2 separate regions of the Mus musculus genome follow, and region 2 is linked to region 1. A link is a contact called in public Hi-C data. All regions are on one chromosome and are shown on one strand. The core of a region is the stretch at or near the end of the contact, and the rest is flanking DNA. Distances in the headings are between cores, read along the strand shown.

The links. A called contact is a pair of places that touch in the nucleus more often than the background predicts.
Region 2: a contact with region 1 is called in a Hi-C map of bone marrow-derived macrophages, with 10 read pairs. The contact joins two enhancer-like sites. A contact is called at or near these places in 1 of 484 Hi-C or Micro-C datasets (bone marrow-derived macrophages) and 2 of 115 datasets of contacts at active chromatin or transcription factors (embryonic hindbrain and microglia).

The regions. Positions count from the first base shown.
Region 1 is chr13:4,932,491-4,937,421 of GRCm38.p6, forward strand. No RefSeq gene overlaps it. Among named protein-coding and RNA genes, the nearest start is that of Gm40658, 210 kb to the left of the region's middle. Within about 2 kb of position 2,376, at least 1 of the 459 cell types and tissues checked has an H3K27ac peak or open chromatin away from gene starts, as enhancers often do. A contact at or near this core is called in bone marrow-derived macrophages, where this site is marked.
Region 2 is chr13:5,886,496-5,891,426 of GRCm38.p6, forward strand. No RefSeq gene overlaps it. Among named protein-coding and RNA genes, the nearest start is that of Gm46401, 27 kb to the right of the region's middle. Within about 2 kb of position 2,441, at least 111 of the 459 cell types and tissues checked have an H3K27ac peak or open chromatin away from gene starts, as enhancers often do. A contact at or near this core is called in bone marrow-derived macrophages, where this site is marked.

The sequences.
Region 1 (4,931 bases), core at 1,126-3,625:
ACATTATTAACTTGATAATACAGTTTGAAAAATTACAGACCTGGGCTATTAATCAAAAATAATATATTCTTGATCTATGTTCTATACATCTTTATTTACCTTCTTTGTTTACCAATAATTCAAATAAGATCCTTATTATATCATTTTCTAACTTGTACTGTTGAAGATACCTTGGAAGAATTTTGGTGGTGAATACATTTTTGGAAAAGTGCCCACCCCACCCCACTCCCCCAAAAAAAAGAAAAAAAGAAAAAGGAAAGCTACTTGACATGAATGCCGAGAACCAATGTCAAATCTGCTGTGCTAACAGCATGTTCTCTTAACCACTGAGCCATATCTCCAGACACTCTTAGGTTTCTGGAGTTTGGAAATGAGCAAGTCTACAATGTTTTCTTGTCTGTATGAATAAAATTAAAAAATAAAAATTTCCCACAATTAAGGATTCTTACTGTTCTACATTTAAAAATTTTAGTGTGTGTGTGTGTGTGTGCATGTGTGTGTGTGTGTGTGTATGTGTGTGTGTGTGTGTGTGTGTGTGTGTGTGTGCGCGCGCGCGTGCGCGTGCACAAGAACTCAGGTGAATGTAGACAGGCATTGGCCAGTGTGGAGATCAGAGAGCATCTGTTGGCTGGTTCCTTCTATATGTGGTTCCTGGGGATTGAACTCAGTTCAAGTCTGAGCATAGCTACCAATGCCTTTTACGTACTGAGCTAGCTTGATGGACCTAAAACCTAGTTAAAAGAGAGGAATGTGTGCTTGGGATACTCAGGATTTCTAGATGTGGTCTTTTATCCTTTCCTAACCACAATTTCCCATATGCTTTGGAATTTGATAGGAACCCCAAACAAGAACTCACATACATCCCCACAGACAGAGTTGTGAAGACATTTGTATGTCACAAGTACTTTCCATTGCTGGAACATGAGGCAATTATGTTCATAACTTCATAAACCTGCTAGTCTCTTCCATGATTGGGCCACAAGTGCTGTTTCTTTATATCACTTCTTATTACTAGAGAATTTGCGGTCATCTGTGCTCTAGAAGAAGCGCTTGTATCTGCTCACGCCCAAGTACGATTTCCATAGCGTCCAGATAAATGTGCTCCAAGGCATCTGGTGACTTTTACTCTTTTATATACTATCAAAAATCTCAAAATGAAAACTACATAAAAAAGATCACAACTCATGAAAATTATAACATTCAAAATGGTTTAGTTGAAGAATAACTAAAATGTCAACAAGTTAGAAAGATAGCAAAGCATCGAATAGACATGTTTTTATTTAAGATTTTTGGTGATGTGAAATCATTTCAAGATTGGGAAGATAACTCAGGCAGCAAAATGCTTGCTTTGGAAACAAGAAGACCAGAGTCTCATCTCCAGAATCCAGGATAAAACAATGCCACATCTGTTGACCCCTGCTAGTAATCCTAGCACTAGGGAGGCAGGGAGATGGATCTCTTGAGCTTCTTTCTGCCAGCCTGGCCTGTCTAGTGAGTTCCAGAAATGAAAAATCATTTCACAAATAGAAAAAGGTTAAGTGGTGTCTGAGGAAGGACACTTGACTTTTACCCTTTACAAACATGCACACACACACACACACACACACACACACACACACACACACACACTTAACATTCTCTGTCTCCCACACAAGTGCTGTGTGTATTTACATACATTTGTGAATAAGTTCATTCACAAATACATATGCATATGTACTTTCCGACATACATGCACTCACATGCAGATGATCACACATACAGCATAGAAACTCATACAATTAATTAAGATCTGTGTACTCAGAGATAAATAAGTTCATTTATACTAACAAGTACAGCTATTTTGTCTCTAAATAAAATGCTAATGTGATGCAAATGGTATTTGTCTATCTTAAATAAATGTATCTCTCTTGACTATAAAGTAGTAGAACTAGATCTAATTATAAGAGTTTAGCATACATTCATTTTTAGCCAACATCTAAATTATATAAATATTAAAATCTAGAAAGACAACAGAACATATTATTAGGTCAGTATCTTACTATAAACATTTCAAATTAATTATTAACCTTCTATAATCAACTAATTTATTTTGATATACTGAAATATAAAAAATATAGCCACATGAATTATTTTAATTATGTCAATTTTATTTGAATGCTGCATGCATTCCATCTCATTTTAATTAGAGCTATTTATATTGGTATTATTATAAACACAACACATATCACTTTTTATTTAAAATGGCAGTCACGAAGGAGAAGGAACTAATCAGAGATCAAGAAGTCAAATAAAAATTGCATGGCTTAACAGAATGCTTTGCAGAGCAGGAGGAAGTAAGTCATTAGGAAGCTCCATTTCTGTTTGCCTGGTTTTTGACTTATACTCTCGTGATTTGCTTGTAACAGTGCTTCATAATTTGCTTTACAAACAGTGCTTTGCAATACTAAGCAGATGTGTCTTGGTTAAAATTTTGTCTCTCATTCCATGGGTATGTGTAGGATGGAAATTTTTCAATCTGCTCTCTCTGTCTCTGTCTCTATCTCTGTCTCTGTCTCTGTCTCTGTCTCTCTCTCTTTCTTTCTCTCTCTCTCTCTCTGTGTGTGTAATTATTCCTATATATGTTTTAATGTATTATTTGAGAATTACATATATGAACGCAGTGTATTTCAATCCTATTCACCTAACTCTTTCAGATCCTTCTCTTATACCCCCATTTCTAATTTTTAAGTTCTTTTGTGAAATCATTATATACTTTTTAATTGGTTAATTTATTTATTTACATTTCAAATGTTATCCTCCTTCCTGGTTTCCCCTTCAAAACCACCCTATCCCATATCACTCCCCCCTGCTCTTATATGGATGCTCCACCACCCACCCACACACTCCTGCCTCATCCCCCAAGCATTTCCTTATGCTGGGACATTGAGCCTTCCCAGAACCAAGGGCCTCCCCTCTCATAGATGCCATACTAAATTCTTTTATTAATAACCCACTAAGACCAATTAGTGCTGCCACAATTGCATGGGGGGGTGGGGTCATCCACAGGAGCAGAGTATCAAGCTGCTTTCTTTTCTTTTCTTTCTTTTTTTTTTTTTGTGTGTGTGTGTTGTTGTTCTTATTTTGTTTTATGCAGAAATTTGTGGAGTGCTCAGTCCTTTCCAGAAAAACACATTTTTTTTCTGCATTGGACAGTGGTTAATTCAGACTCACAACTTAAGCACAGAGAGTAAGTGCTCAGTGGTAAGTAGGTATATATATATCTTAAACTCTATCCCTCAAAGCTGAAGGAACATTAGGGGTCTTGATTTTTTTGACAGTCTTGCAGGCAATCTCCAGGCCATAGACTTACAATCATAGTTTGTGCAGCAAGGATAGCCGTGAGTCCCAATGTCATCCATATCCAATTTCCACAGAATAATGTGGGCATAAAATTTTTGCAACCTACTTTTAATAAGGGTTCAACCTCTCCTCTAGCCTGCCACCCAGCAGAGGTAGTAGAAGAGAAAAGTTATTAGGATGAGGGGACTTGGACCTGTTACAGCAATAGTTCCTTGGGGGCGAGTTTTATCTTCTTTCTCAGCAGTTCAGTTTAGTAGCGCAAACCAAATATGACTCAGCAGCTGCAAATCAGCCCTCTATGCACACAGATACTGCACATGAACCTGCAGCTGTAAGTCCAGTCATCTTGGCAGGCAGACACCAGGCACGAATGACAACCAGCCTGAGATGAGGCCGTGGAAGCTGCAAGCTGCCACAGAAACATCACAAGCAGTTCTTGGCAAGGTTCTCCCAATGGATGCATTACCACAACAAGGCTATGTAAGGTGAACCAATACATGCATATCATTAGCAAAGAAGAATATCTAGGTAAAGCAAAACAAATCAAAGCTCAGTGCTCATCTCCAGTTGTCTGTGGGGTCATATTTATACCCTTTATCAAGCATCCTTTCATGTGTTTGCTATATCAAAACATCCTTTCACCTATGTTTGCTTCAGGAAAATATTCTCTCACATGTTTGTTTTAACAAGACATCCTTTCTTCTGTGTGCCCCAGGAAAACATCATTTGACATAACCAACTTTCCAAAGGAACTAGAAGTTTCCACTTCAGAATAACCTGATTGCCAGCTTAAAAACTATAGAATTCTAAGGCTCATCTCAGACCCAGGGAACCTAAACCTACAGCCAGTTTTTATCATTTCATCATGGTCTCCATGTGAATGTGTGTGTGCAACAATGTTGGCTAAGACACATTTCTGAGAGCATCTTGGGATTGAAGTGATATGAGGATTTCAACCTCAGTATTAAATTCAAAAGTTGGAGAAAATTTCCCAAAATTAATGAAGCAAAACCTATTAAGCAATAGAACTGGTATGGAAAAGTATCTACCCAGAAGTTATCTGAGATATTCACCCTTTAAAGACATGCTTAAAGACATGTTTTGCCTTTCTATCTGTGATGGTATGGACTTTAACTCCTAGATCAATAGAATTCCCACTTTGGCATCCATGAGAACCCCCTTTAGAGTCTGATCCAACAGAGTACTGTATCAATACTAGGAGAGCGAAAGAGAATGAAGGAGCAAAGAAGGGAGGAAAGAGTCAGGAATGAGAAAGACAGATGAAGCGGGGAGAACCTTTTGAGCTGAAAAATGACAGCACGGAATGAAGAAAAATGAACCTATCCTTCAGTTTCTTACTTATCAGTAAGCTGATTATACCCAGTATTGGTAGAATGTTTATATATTGGATAGTGACATAAAAACATATGTATTCAATCTATGCATATCTCTACTATTAGGAAAATTCACACACACACACACAGACACACACACACACACACACACACACACACACACACACACACTATGAGCTGTATCTTGTGCGTATTTCAGTGATTGCGAATATGTGTAAAGGACCACAAGGTTCAAGT
Region 2 (4,931 bases), core at 1,191-3,690, 950 kb after region 1:
TCCTAGCAGAGATTACTAAAGATCAGTAGAGAAGATGCTAGCAAGATTTTGTGTAGTTGTCAATAATAAATCATTTCCCACATTTCAACAACAAAAGAAAAGAAACCAAGTTTGAAAGTTGTAAGATGAAAAATATTTTTCCTATTCCTATGTGAGAAACCCCTGAGAAGTTCATGGCTTTTGGCCATTTTATTACAATGACCTCATATTCTATCCATTAAGTGCAATCACAAATCACTCTTTAACATCACCTGAGAGTATAAGGGTTATTGATCACACCTGAGACTGAAGTCCTTTATGTTCAAATATCCCAATTCTCTTGAATTACATAAGACTATTATTCTATAGTTCAGGTATTTCCGTATCTACTATACCCAGGACCTTGCTGGACTGTAGCGTACTTGTTCTTTAAATGTGTCTACTTAAGTGTAGATGCTGTTCTTAGACCTACTTCCCAACCCAAGGAGTCCAGTCTGTGTAGGATGATTGAGAAAGAATGTGGTGATTCACTTCACCTCACACCCTACAATGGTCCATGAGTCAGAAGACGGGTACCTGGGTGTGGCCATCCACTGAGCCTCAGTACTTCCAATGCTCATTATTTCTGTTCTGGGAAAATCAGTGAAGCTCCAGCAATGACAGCCTGACAGGATTCCCTGGGCTTGAGCTTCTGTTCTGAGGTATGTGTACGAGACACCACACCTTTCTTCCTCAAAAAGGAAGAACCCTGCTGACAAGGATGATCGATATGCAAGGAGTGTCCTTCTAAATATATATTGTTGGGTAATGTCTTATCTCGTAGGAGGCAGAATGGATAGACAAAGTGATTTGGGGATGGAGACCTGTGTTCTAATTGATACGTCACCAGCCACTCTTGGCCTATTTGTATTCTTAATGAAATATATAAGAATAGAAAAATTCTTTCACCCCAAAATATTATTGAGATTATATGATATATGTACTCAGCAAATATTAATTCTCTCTCCTTTATTGTTTACAGAATATAATTGTTCTAGAGGAAATCAAAGAATTATTCAGGGAAAAAGAATGCTCTGGGTGGTAGTAACTAGACAGAGTGAAACATTACTAGAAAGTGTCGCTCACTGTCCTCCTGCTGCAGGGTCTGTTTAGTGTGTTGGAATCTTGAGCCCCGTGAGTGACAAGCATGGAAGTGACAACTCTTTCACATCGGTTCTGCAGATGAGCATCAGGGAGATTAATTTATTCCTGGAATAATTTGTTTGAGAGGTGGTTTGATCCTGGTGTTCGCTGCTCTTGCCAATGTGATTTTTATCTCGTACTTAATTCAACTATGGAGCTGTTACGGTTTTTATTTCCCAGAGAGTTTGGGACTTGCTCAAACATTCTCAGGCCTCAATCCAGCCTATTGCTCTGCCTGTTTCTGCTAAGACAAGTACAAGCTTGCCTTCCAATGACCTCCAATCAAAACCAATCAAATCTGCAAAGTTAATTGTAGTATTGCCTAAGCACTCAGAAGCCCAATAAATAATGAATGCTTATTAAACCATATTGACATGATAAATATTTTTACACGGTGTGTTTATTCAAGAGGTCTTGAAGAAAAAAAAAAAAACAGTCTCTTAGAGAACGACATTGTTTTTCTACCACCTGAGTGGAGCGAAAGCTGTGATTAAGGATCTATAAGTTTTATTTGCAGACTTTCAGTTCTGCCCTAACTTGGTTGAAACCATGGGTTCCGTCTTTCATTTCCTGAAACAAGTTTATTGCTGAGTCCAGCCTCTGGGCATTTGTATACAGCCCTGATGACCAACCGCTGCTCTAAGACCATCAAGGTCCCCCCAGTGTCTTCCATCAGGGGCATTTGGGGGGCAACCATGTCTTGATGGAGGTCTTCAGTTCGTTAGGGAGCTCTTGTGGAGGGAGGAGGGAGGGCTGTGTTAGTGGTGTGTGCAGTCTCTCCCACACCCTCACGCATAACCAGAGGTCTGAGAGCAAATGAGGAAGGAGTAAATGCAAGAGGTTGTCATTTCAGTTGTACATGGATCTGTGGCTGAACCACGAACTGACCAAGAAAGGCTCAGGAGAAGTGGAAAGTCATCAGATGTTTCCAGTTCAGATGAAACGCTGGAGGCAAAGGAAACTAAAAGAAATAGGGAGAGAGGGGCGGGGGAGATGGAAAGAAGAAAGGAAGAAGAAGGAAGGAGGGAAAGAGGAAGAAACTGAAGAAGAAGGAAAGAAGGAAGGAGGGAGGGAGGAAGGGAGGAAGAGGGAATGAGGAAGGAAGGATGAAGGGAGGAAGTGGGGAGGAAGAAAGGAAAAAAGGAAAGGCAGAAGGAAACGAAATGGGGAGTATGCATCTCTGCTCCTTTGAAAGAAGAGATTGCCCTTCACTGGCCTCAGGTTGTCTAACTCATAGGGCCAAATAAGTGGTTTGAAAAAGCAATACTGGCTTGAGCCCCAAACTGTGTTTGGGGAAGTGTGATGTTCACTCAGAATGAAGATGTTGAAGGAGACCAACTTCTCTTTCTCCTCTGCAGTTTGTGTCATCAGTTTCCAAGGATCTTTACCAGAACCACAGATCATTTGATCATATCCAACTAGACATTCAGAACTGTCTGGATCATATTTAGAAATCAAAAATGTAAAAAATCTTTTTAAAAAATTTGCTCAATTGAGCAAACGTGGAGAGTAACCAAGAATGCAGTGTCTCTGATCAAATAGCCTTTGATGCTGTAACCTGAAACTGGTCTGTTGCTGCATCTTGAGGTCTAGGTCTCCTCCCAAGAAAAGTGCCTGCTAGAAAACGGGAAGAGGCAGGAAGTGCTCCTGCACTCATTCTTGTATGTCTTCAGATGCGTGGAACGTGATATATACAAACTCCTTAGCTCCAGAAACACTGGAGAGCTTGGGGCAACGTGAAGGCAGGGAGAACTTTCTATATATTTCTAAATCAGACCTGAACCTAAACTTCCTGTCACTAGGAGCCAGCTCAAGTACCATGACCATAATTCAACATTTCATTTTCGAATGCTTTCCTTAGTCAGTGGACTTTCACTACTCTCCCTTTATCCTCTAGTATCTCTTAGTCCTACATTTCCCTGTCAAGAGTCTCTCCTATATTCTTCTATATGCAGGCTCTAAAGCCTACAGATTCAAATAGCCTTTAGTCCACTTGGCCACTCTTTTGAAACTATCCATTTAGCTCTGTCATGGGAGGGTTATGAGAGAAAACTTTGGCATAGCGTTTACTCTTGTGCAACTAATATGCAGACGTTGTTTTGTGCTGGACTCAGTAGGTAGAGTGCTGACATAGCAGACCACAGGCTCGGGATTGAATCTCTAGTACCACCTTAAACCAAGGTCATGTTCACCAGCCTGTAGACCCAGGACTCCAAGGAAGAAAGCAAGAAAATTAAAGAGTTCCAGGTCACCACAATCCTCAGCCCCACGTCACCCAGTTCGTGGGCAACCTGAGCTATCAGAGATCTTCTCTCTAAACAACAATGACTTTGCTAAATAAGCTATTTTCTATGCTCCCTCTCCCCCTCTGTTTTCTTTTCTTCCCTACATCTCTTCAATGTTTGCATCTTTCCATCTCACTTACTTCCCTTATATATTAGAAACTTCAGATTGCTCGAATATGACACCCTATTTTGAACTGCCATCTGAGGAAGGATGGCACACACAGGCTGCTATGAGAGGTCTGTTGAGTCATTTTGTTCTCTGTGGTTCTGAGAAGTCTAAGCATGGTGGGAGGGCTGTTAGCACTCTCCTTCTTAGAATCACCCTTTTCTACTAATGATGACAAACGACACTTTCATGAACAGTGCTGGAGTAGGCCCTTTATTTCAAAAGCTAATTTGCTGTTGCCATGGTGAAGACACACACACACACATACAACAACAACAACAACAACAACAACAACAACAAAAAACAAACCAAACAACGAAACAAAGCAAACTAAAAAAGAAGATTGGTAGGGACAGACAAAAACAAAAAACAAAACAAAATGGTTCGTTTTGTTTTGTTTTTGATGCTGCTTAGCAATCTTGAGCAGTCATTATTGATACTTTGTGGGTCTGGGAGAAAGCTCATTTTGTAAAGTGCTTGCCTCATGAGTGTGAAGACAAGGTTTGATTTCTAGAACTTACATAAAAAGCAAATAGTGGGTGTCTATTGCCTTAAAGCTGAAGGGGGTTTGCTTTTGATATAATTGTCTCTGACATGAAAGACACACAGAGACCCACTAGGACCCTTTCACTCTTCAGCATCCTTTCCTAGTTTCTCCCTTATGGAGCCTTAGTGAAGGTCAATTGTTCCTCTAGGAGAGAGAATACAGGTGCAGATGTAAGCTTAACTCATTGAAGGGTCAACTAGGCGACTGCTGTTCTGTTGCAAAGCTGCATGCACATGGTCCAATGCAGCCAGAGGAAATAGGAGACGAGAAAGCCTGGTGCTGCAGCTCTTGTTTTTGGATTTTGTTTATGTGTTTTTGTTTTGTTTTGCTTTTTTTTCCTGCCTAGAAAACACAAAGTTCCTCGTTTTTCATCTCCCTTCATATATTTATTGGATTTTTCACATTATTGCATTTGCTTAAAGTTCCAGAGAATAAACATAATAACACCATTGATTGAAATAATTAAAATAGATAGCTTCAATAACAGCAGAACCAAACAGCGATGAAGCAGCTGACTTTTCTTTTATCATTCTCTTGGGAGACTAGGTTTTCAAAAGCCAGTATATTCTGCTATTGGAAATGACAATGTCACAAGGTACAAAGCTCTGTGGGCAGAGGCAGGACCTGCCTTGTTCTTCAGAGATCCAAGCACCTGGAAAAGACTCCACAGTGGTCCTTCATTTGTGACAGGAAGTCTTCTCCTTCTGGGAGATCATTCTGTGAGTTTAATTACATCCTACAGGTCCTTCCACAGTCTCGGTGTTTGCCTATT